Linked DNA regions of Triticum aestivum: region 2 is linked to region 1. A link is a contact called in public Hi-C data. All regions are on one chromosome and are shown on one strand. Each heading gives the region's core, a stretch centred on a gene start, on an enhancer-like site or on the middle of the called end of the contact. The rest is flanking DNA. Distances are from core to core; before and after follow the strand shown. Region 1 holds the start of LOC123052595 (GATA transcription factor 2). Region 2 holds the start of LOC123052600.

The links. A called contact is a pair of places that touch in the nucleus more often than the background predicts.
Region 2: a Hi-C map of leaf shows a contact between it and region 1, with 3 times the contacts expected there. The contact joins the promoter of LOC123052600 here to the promoter of LOC123052595 in region 1. A contact is called at or near these places in 2 of 5 Hi-C or Micro-C datasets (both in leaf).

The regions. Positions count from the first base shown.
Region 1 is chr1A:392,309,911-392,314,980 of IWGSC CS RefSeq v2.1, forward strand. It overlaps LOC123052595 (GATA transcription factor 2), which reads left to right and starts at 2,421. Exons shown (of 2, transcript XM_044475848.1): 1 at 2,421-3,173; 2 at 3,315-4,241. The coding sequence starts at 2,814. The coding sequence ends at 4,004.
Region 2 is chr1A:392,834,618-392,839,687 of IWGSC CS RefSeq v2.1, forward strand. LOC123052600 reads left to right here and starts at 2,976. Exons shown (of 3, transcript XM_044475853.1): 1 at 2,976-3,468; 2 at 3,563-3,825; 3 at 4,210-4,643. The coding sequence starts at 3,129. The coding sequence ends at 4,266.

The DNA of each region.
Region 1 (5,070 bases), core at 1,171-3,670:
TAAAGCCGACCAGTTACTGCTGTGACCTAAAGGTTTACGTGAGGGAGGACGCGTAAAACGACAGCTTGGCATGATTAGTTCACGTATCAATATTCCGTGTGTCAGGCGCACCATGTGTAACATGTCCGCTGTCGGGCCTAGCATGCCCTACTTCCAAATGGGCCTTTTCCCTTTCTCTTCCTCCTTCCAATTTACTCGCAAGTAAACACAGCTTGTTCCACAAACTTCACCGTACCCGCGTATATATATATACATGCGTACGTACGTGCTCCTGATCTCTGTCTTGGCGCGCTTAAGTTAAGCACTACATACATGTGATACGTACGTACGTGCGTTGCAAGGCCAGAGAAACACCGATACTTGACTGGAATTAAGCCAACATTTTTGTCCAACTCATACTCTCCGTAGCAGGAAAGAACTTTGCTAGCTTACTGTGGACGATACGATGCGATACGTACGTACCGGTACAACGTTACTACGAGGATTGGGTGCGTAGATGGAGGCAGTGCATGCTATTACTAACTAGGATGGCGAAATTATGGGCTCCCAGTAGAGTACATGCACGCACTTATGGAACCCAAGCAAAGGCGTGATGGGTCGGGGAAGCCCCTTTACGTTGCTACTCCGGCATGCATCATGGCACATGCATCATTTCATGCATGCCGCGTTTGTCTCAAAAAAAAAAATCATGCATGCCGCGCAGTCACTCGCACATAACCGAACACGCACCACGCCCGCCGGCCGGCGTCCAGCAGCTAGCCGCTTGCTTGCCACCCGGGCCGGGCAAGGAAGAGTAATTGGCCTCCGGCCTATATAAAGAAAGATTCCTCGGGCCCGGCTGGCCGTCTGAGCCCGCACGTCCTCGCCGGAGTCGGCCTCCCCGATGAACCGGAACTTTACAGACTGGGTAGTTTGGTTAGCAGCAGCAGCGAAGAGCAAATGCGTGAAGCGGGCAAGCGTTGCTGCGTGCCACAGGGGCTTTTATTGCATGCCGAGACCGGCAGGGAAACGAGCACCAGCGACAAGGCTCTGGGGCGGGACGGCGATCAAAGAAGGAAACGCTTGGAGACCTCCCCGGAATGGAATTATTTTTGACCGGGGTGGCCATTCTGGGTGTCAGACCTTCCCGCCTGGCTAGCGGTACGAAATGCCCCGCGCGAGGCAGCATTCATTTCGCGTCAGGCAGGAGAGATGATGCGTTGCATGATGCTTCCCTTCCATTCCCTTGCGCGTCGTCCACTTCGCCCGTCCGTCTATGGCGAGTGGGGCTGGGGCGACACTCGCCGCAGGCTACAGCTCACGGGGTCACGTGGCGCGTCGTGTGCTCATGCACTCGCTCTCAATGCGTTAGGGTTAAAGTAGTAGTAGTAACATGCACGGCAAAGCTCCCGAGCTCAACGGGATGAACAGTAAAACTCAGAGAAAGAAAAAATTCAAAAAATATTTGGTTTCTTTTGTGCAAACATTGACAAAAGTTTTACACGCTCACAATATTTCATGTTGAAAAGATATCTTTGAAGTTGTGGCAAAAAAGAAATCAGCAATCCAAAATGCTTTTGAAAAATAAAATTTTTGGAGCATCAATTTTGCTTTTTTCCACGACTTTCAAAAATGTTATTTCAAGATGAAATTTTGTGAGCACGCACAAATTTTCTCAATGTTTGTACCCAAAAAAAGTTCAATTTTTTTTGAATTTTACTGTTCATCCAAGTTCAATTAAGCTCCGGCTCAGAAACTCACATCCCATGCACGGCTGATTCCCCTCCTTTCCTTACCAAAATGAAAAGCACAGCGGTGGGGACGTGATGTTTCTCAGCTCGAGCTCAAATGAGCTTGAGTGAACAGTAAATTCTAAAAATATATACATAAGGAAACTATTTTATTTTCGTGGCAAACACTGACAAATATTCTGGGTGTTCGTAAATTTTTATCATGAGAAGACATTTGTGAAAGTAATAGAAAAAAACAAAATAATAAATGCTCCTAAAGTGCTAATTTCAAAAATATTTCAGAGTGTTGATTTTGTTGTTTTTCCACGGCTTCAACGGATGTCATTCCATGGTGAAATCTACAAGCACTCAAACCATTCGCTAAAGTTTGATACACACAAAATTCAAATCCTTCAGAATTTGTTTTTTTTTGGAATTTAATGTTCATCTCGAGCTCATTTAAGCTCCGAGGTAGAAGAGCACTTTCTCAACAACGGAGCTATGTTGAGGCGAGGGGGGGCTAGAAAATTTCATTTGAAGTGCCTATATGAGGGAATAATTAGCCTTTTGCACCCTCAGATCTTTGTCATTTACGTTTCGCCCCCGCTGGTTTTTGTAGATGCTCTTAAAGCGTTGCTAGGCCGAGAATGGAGCTGTGATAAAAGAGAGAGAGACGCATGTGGTCTGGCGCGCACATGAGCGTGCACAGAGAGAGAAGATGGGTGGGCACGTTGGAGGCCTGCCCCTGTGCTGGGGTACCCTGTAGCAGGCCAGCTTCCGTTCCCCTCCGCACGCTAATCCTCTACCCCCCCTAATCGCACCACCTTCAACTCTCTCTCTCTCTCTCCCCTCCGTCCTTCTCTCCATTAAATTATCTCGCAACTGCCCTTCCTGCTACTAGCGACTGATTGGAGCTCGCCCTTCAAAGCCCAGCGCGCACTATTTCTTCTCCGCCCAGCTCGCCTCCTCCCTCGTTCGCACCACTTTATAAACCTTCTCGCACACTCACACTCCTCACTGCTAGCTTAGCTCGTACTGGAACGGCCAGTGCCAGTGCTCTTTAAGTACGCGGCACACAAGCTTGCTGCTCTCCCGGGGGCTGGAATGGCGTCCGAGTGGGAAATGGCCATGGGCGTGGAGCTCGGCATGGGAATGGGCTCCTACCACAACGCCTCCAACGTCCACGCCGTGCCCATGGGCCACCAGGCCGGCGGCTACTCCGCGGCCGCTCACCATTTCTACGGGATGCAGCCCATGCGCGACGCCAGCATGCGCGTGGATGAGCTTCTCGACTTCCCCACCGCGGGCGCCCACGACTTCTTCCCCGCCGCGCCGGACAACGGACTCCACCACCATCACCACCTCGGCGCCGGCGTGGGCGAGCTGTCGGCCACCACCCCTTCCGCCACGTCGTCGGATCACCAGACGTCCATGCTCTCCTTCGCCGACGAGTTCTACATACCCGTAAGCACCGCATAATTGACGAACGCGTAGCCCTTGCAGATGAAATTGTGCATGATCGTTAAATCGTGTGCATTCTGACACGTACTCGTGATCATCGAACTGCTGACCTTACCTGAATGTGTATGTACGTGTGCGTTTCAGAGCGAGGAAGCCGCGGAGCTCGAATGGCTATCCAAGTTCGTGGACGACTCCTACTCGGACATGCCGAATTACTCATCGACCGCGCATGCGGCAATGGCGGCGGCTAACGCGGCGAACAACAGCTGCGTCACAGCGGAGCCAGGCCGCGGAGCGCGAAGCAAGCGGTCGCGCGCGAGCGCCGCGGCCGCCGCCGCATGGCACTCCCTCATGCCGCACCCGCCTTCGCAGCCATCGCCCTCGTCCTCGTGTTCCTCGTCCGACTTCCCGTCCTCGACGACGGCACGACCTAGCGGCTCCAACTGCGGCAGTCGCGGCAAGAAGCAGGGACCCGTCGCCGGCGGCGAGGTGGGCCTGGTGGAGGGCGGCGTGCGGCGCTGCACGCACTGCGCCTCGGAGAAGACGCCGCAGTGGCGAACGGGGCCGCTGGGGCCCAAGACGCTGTGCAACGCGTGCGGCGTGCGGTTCAAGTCAGGACGGCTGGTGCCGGAGTACCGGCCGGCGGCAAGCCCCACGTTCCTGCTGACGCAGCACTCCAACTCTCACCGCAAGGTGATGGAGCTGCGCCGCCAGAAGGAGCTCGTTCTCATCCGCGGCAGCCACCGTCTGGACGCGGCAGCGGCGGCGGCCGGCCCCGGCCCCGGGGTGACCGTGAAGCCGGAGCTCATGTTCCATGACTACGGCATATGTTGATCGCTTGAGCCGGCCGTACGGATGTACTCCTAGCTAGTTAGCCGTGCATCATCGCGCGCCCGCGCAGCCTAGCTAGCTAGCTAGATCCCTTTGCAAAATTCTCAGGCCTCCTTTTCTTCACTTTTCGCCTTTTTTTCTCTTCATATATTTTGCATCTTTTTGTTAATTAATTTGTTGGTACCTACCTCCCTTCCAAGTTCTACTACGAGTGATGAATATCAAGTTCTGTTGGTACAATTGCCATCGTGGCCAATCCAACGCTGAATTGTGGTATAATTTCTCAAGAACTTCGTAAATAACGCTAAATTTGTTAATCGAACGAACGGCCAAAATCTACCAGAGTTTCACGGATTATTCTTCGAGTGTCAGGATTCGTCTCTGCCTCCTACAAAAAACATCAAACTGGCTGCTTTTTCCATGGCAAAATCTGAGCGATGTTACTGCCGGTCATGCAAGAAGCTCGAGTGCCACTAGCTACAGTAGTTAGAGCCTGCGCGTTCGGTCTGTTCGTTCTCGTTAGCACCAGCCAGTGTCTTGGCACATTGGGGTGCTGCAGCTTTTCTCCGTGGTTACTGCCCTGCTACTCCACGGACTTTATTTCTCACCGGTAGGTCAAGCTTTTTAATGGCGAGAAAAAGAAAGACGGGTGCGAGAGCCGGGAATGGTGGGTGGCTCGGCACGTGACTCGGGCCCGTCGCGGAGCTTTCCGGCAGGGGAAAGAGTGGGCAACGTTCCGGTCACGTGATGTGCCCCCCCTCATTACGCTTCTCTTCTCTCTTCTCTCTTCACTTATTAGCAGGAGTGGCAGGGGTGTTACTTTTTTTCCTTTGCCGTTTAGCTTCTCCGTGGGGCTGCGCAGGACGGCAGGATGGGTAAAGATGGCTTGGGGCGGAGCCCCGTTGCGGCCATGGAGTGCAGGTGTGTGCAATGCGGCCTGCCGACCTCCATGTGCGCCTTCCTTTGGGTGCACGTCCGCATGTTGCGGTGGCTTTTGTTGGAACTGCACAAGCGCTGCTCGGCAGCCATGTAACGCGTGCTCGGGAAGTCGGAGTAATAATCAATGGGA
Region 2 (5,070 bases), core at 1,726-4,225, 530 kb after region 1:
TCGGCCCGACATCTCATATGCAGTCAATCGTGTCTGTCAGTTTCTTCATGCTCCTCGGACTACTCATTGGACAGCGGTGAAGCGCATCCTTCGATACATTTGCTTTACTGCCTCATATGGTTTACTTCTTCAGCCAACACCGTCTCCTACGCTTTCTGCTTTTTCAGATGCAGACTGGGCTGGTAATCCAGATGACAGGCGATCCACGGGGGGGCATGTTGTCTTCTTTGGTCCTAACTTGATCGCCTGGGCTGCTCGTAAACAAGCTACAGTGTCCAGGAGTAGTACTGAAGCTGAATACAAGGCAGTTGCAAATGCTACAGCTGAGATCATATGGGTACAGTCCTTATTGAGAGAGTTGGGAGTTCCTCAATTTCAGCCACCTATTCTTTGGTGTGACAACATTGGTGCTAAATATCTGTCATCTAATCCAGTGTTTCATGCTCGGACAAACACATTGAAGTTGACTACCACTTTGTGCGGGAACGTGTTGCACAGAAGCTACTCCACATCAAGTTCATCTCTTCAAAGGATCAACTTGCTGACATCTTCACGAAGCCTCTTCCACAACCTCAGTTTGTAGGCTGTAGGCGCAATCTTAACATACTTTGTACTTTAGGGCATAGTTAAGATTGAGGAAGGGTGTTAGACTGTATTTATACGTAGCCTCTGTATAGTTCTTGTATATTGTACCATACACCTTTGTGTACCCCTTATATATATGAGATAGCCACACCCTGGAAGGGTGTCGGACAGTTTCCCAAAACCCTAAGTCTTACATTCCCGGCCCAATTTTGAGCTGGATTTGCGTCGGCGCGGACACAAGAAGGACGCGCGCGCGCCTACTCCTCTCCTCGGGCCCGCCGGTCGGTGGCAGCCACCACCATTTCCCCCCCCCCATTTTTTCCAAAAACACTCACGCCCGCGCGCGCCCCCGCCCCCCAACCAGCCATGGAGGACGCAATCGACCTCGACCTCGACGCCACCGCCGGCCTCGCCTCCCTCGCCTCGTCCGGCGCCGTCGCCCCCTCCGGGAAAGGCAAGCCTCGTGCCCCATGCAAGACCGCCGCCGCGACCAACTCCAAGAAGGAGGACAAGAGAGATGCGGCCACCAACGCCTTGATCGCAAGCGTGGACGGCATGATGAATAAGAAGGACTCAAAGGAGGAGGAGCGTCGACGTTTCAAGGCGGAGCAGATGGATGCTTTCATGGAGATCCAAAGGAGGAGGCTTGATCTTGACGTCGAGAAGCAAGCCAAGATGTTCGAGCTCGAGGCGGAGAAGCAAGCCAAGATGCTAGAGATCGAGGCCGCCAACGCCAAGACCAAGGCGAAAGAAGTGGCTCTTGCGAGCATGATGACCGGGGTGGAGATCATGAAGGTGGATCTCAACACTGTGTCGCCAAGGAAGAGGCCGTGGTTCGAGAAGATGCAGGCCGACATGCTCAAGTTCGACGACGAGTGATCTATAGCGGCGAGGGCCATCTTTTTTGTATACCAGCAGGTGTGCCGATATGACCACGGGAGCCGCCATGGCGTGGTCGAACTCAAGTCCCACCCTTTTTTGTGTGCTGACATGTGTGCCGGACGGCTGGCGAGTGCGCCAGCATGAACTATGGTGATATTTTCTGAAGCCGGCATTGTATGCCGGCGCTAGCATGATGCCGGCATGAGACATGGCCGCTGGCATGATCGGCCACAGGCCATTTTTATTTAAAAGTTGAATGCGGGCATGAAATGGGTCGGCGTGTTGGGCGCACTGCCGACCCAAATACAAAATTGGGCGGACGCCAGGCGGGCGGCCGACCCGAACGGACAAAAAACGAACAAATGCGCCATCAGTTTGAGTCGGCCGCCGTAGGAGTTGCTCTAATCGTGCTTCCGTACGTATTCAGTCTTGTTTCATCATAATCATCATCATAGTATAATCCCCGGCTGTGCCTCCCAACCTTGAGCTGGTCCACTAGAAACAGTTTTGGCTCTATGATACCGAGGGGCTTCATCTGACCTGGTCCTTTTTCTTTGGCTAAACGAGACAAGAAACCCAGGAAAACGTCGTCTTCTCGTCCGTACGCGCGCCAGCTCTATCCACCTAGCGAGCTCCATTCGGAAGCCTACTCACAGTAGGAATTTAGTACACAAAGGACGTCCACAATGCACAAGACGCATCGCCAGCTCCATCAGTTTTTCTTTTGTTATAGTATATATATCCTCAGCAGCAATCCCAAACGCGACCCCGGCTCCATCTCCAACTCCAAGACCCGAGCCGTCACGCACTAGAAGAGCCGGATTAAGAAACCTCACCACTAACGGATGGCATCAGATCATCGGATACGACAGATACCGGCAGGTCGGAGAGCTAGTTGGGCAGGGGGGCGCCGGATCGTGACCGGACCTGGACGGCGCCCGCCGTGCCAGTTTAAGCTTGAGCTCGGTGGCTGGGCGGCGCGTGTGAGACTGCCGATTGGCATCTTGTTCGCCTACGTATGGTAACAGACGTGTCTGTCCCGGCCTCTGGATCTTGTTGCTTGGCTCTGCCTCTCACGGCGCCGCACGTAACGTGCGTGACGCATGGACGCCATGTGTTCCAGCGCCATTGCACCGGCCTGCTTTAATCACTTTGCTATTTTTTTGTGATAGTAATAATGCCCGAAGAAGAGAAAAACTGTACATGTGAATTCCCACATTGAAACATACGTACTACGTACGTACAAGAAAGGGTCGTAGAGATACCTCGGTCTTCACCTACACGATGCATCCATCGTGACACGGTGGGAATCGTGGCCTTCGCGGGCAGTTTCACCCTCGCGGAACCCGGCGTGAACAAGGCGGTTGCTGCCGCGTGAGTCCGTCAGGGTGGGTCAAACTCAACTCGCAAGTCACCACGCCACGTCCCCATCAACCGTCGGACTCCACGCGGCGAAGCAAACTAAACCATCTCGCCGGCTCCACGCTCGCCCGCAGGCCGCAGCTGCCTCCATCTATCCACTTCCCCGCCCCGCCCCGACCTTAAAACAATCCGGCCAACCAACCAACCCCACTGCCCGATCAGCTCCGTCTACCGCAACCCGACGCACCGCCCACGACGGGCCGCCGTCCTCGCGCGCAGGCTCCGACGGCGCGGGGGGCATGGAGAAGAAGCTGCCGCTGGCGCTGGCGCTGGCGCAGAAGCACGGCGCCGGGGAGCCCGCGTGGGCGCGGCCGTGGCGGTGGGCCAAGACGGCCTTCTTCCTCGTCGCCATGCTCGCCTCGCTGCTGCTCGTCTGCGCGCCGCCCCTGCTCGTCGTGCTCCTCGACCTCGCCCTCCCGCCCATGCTCCTCTCCGCGCACCTCCGCGCCGACGCCGGCGCCGAGCCCCCGCACCGGTCCTTCGTGCCGGCCATGCTCGACCAAGCGCGCGCGTTCGAGTTCCGGTCCTCCCTCGTCGACCTGCCCGCCGTCTCCGCCGCGCGCGCCCTGCTCATCCTCTGTGAGTACTTCTTGGCATTGCAACCTCGGTTTCCTTCCTTCTCGGTCACGGCCGAGCTGACCGGTTGAGTTTTTTCTTGTGCCGGCGGCGACAGGCGCGTACACGGTGTGCGGGGGAGGAGGCGGCGCGTACCTGTGGGTGGTGGCGGCGAGCGCCGCGGCGTCCGCGTCGTACGTGCTGGCCAAGGCGGCCGCCGTGCTGCCGCGCGGCGCCGCGCCGCAGGGGAAGGGCGCCGGCGGGCCGGAGCCGATGCTCCTGCTCTCCCTGTCGCTCGCGGCCGCGCACCTCGCCGTCGCGTACCGGGCCAGCTGCCGCGAGCGCCGCCGCCTGCTCGTCTACCGGATCGACGTGGAGGCCGTGAGTACCCTCGCCCCCTCGCCTTTGCTTCTCTGAAAAATCCACGTTTGCGTGACGAAAAACAATACTATCCCGCCGGCGCCGAGCCGACGGCGTGATTCCTGAGAACAAACCAGGCATTATTAGGCTGGGCTGTCGTCCGTGCTTTCGGTGAGAAAGAGGGTCGAGGAACCAAATACGATTCGCTCGCCAAGTCATTAGCGCGTAGCTGCCGATATGTTTAAGCCAAAAGCAGTGCTTTTCTACTTACTAACAATGAAGTCATCTAAACAAATGGATCGGACGCTTCTGGCACTCTGCACCGGACGAGAAAAGCAGTGAGCTTTTACTTTCTTATACTCAACCAGCATCTGAAAAAAGAGCCATTTTCATTTGTGAATGCAGGTACGGCTGAAAGGGGGCCACCAGACACCCAAGGGGCTGAAGCAGTGCAGCGTCTGACATGGTGTTCTCAACTTCTGATCCGTACTTGTAGTACAGTAGTAGTAGGTGGAGATAGTTTTTCTTGCTAGCCAAAATTTTGTCAAGTTATTATGCAAAAATTGTGAGGTCCATTTGGGATTGGGAACGGTGCTTACATGTAAGTGAAGGAGATACTGTAAATACGGAACAAACAGTCGTGCTTAGCTCAGTTCGGCCTCCTGCGATGCAATTGCAACGAAATGCAGGACGAGCCGTGTGGCCGACCACCCGTTGTTTTGTGTGCTCATTCTCATGCTTTCCTGCAGTTCAAGACTTTCTTAGATAGTTTCTGTGCCTATCTAGTGTATTCACCATATTAAGCAAAAGAAGGATCCAACAAAAAGTTTCTGTGCCTACAAGTTGGACCTCTCAAAGGCTTACGATAGGGTGGATTGGAAGTTCTTGAAGCAAGTGATCCAAAAGTTGGGTTTCTCTCAACGATGGGTAGACTGGATAATGTCTTGTGTCACATCGGTGAGATATTCTGTCAAATTTAATGGGACCCTCTTAGATTCATTTGCACCGTCGCGTGGTCTTCGGCAAGGCAATCCTCTATCCCCCTTCTTGTTCCTTTTCGTGGCAGATGGTCTGTCCGCTATTCTGAAGCATTATGTGTCTTCTGGTGATATATCTCCAATCAAGGTGTGTAGAAGAGCACCGGGTATCTCACATCTTTTATTTGCTGATGACACCATGCTTTTCTTTGAGGCAAGGAGAGCCCAGGCTGAGAAAGTTAAATTGGCTTTGGATCAATACGGGGTAGCAACGGGACAATCTCTTAAT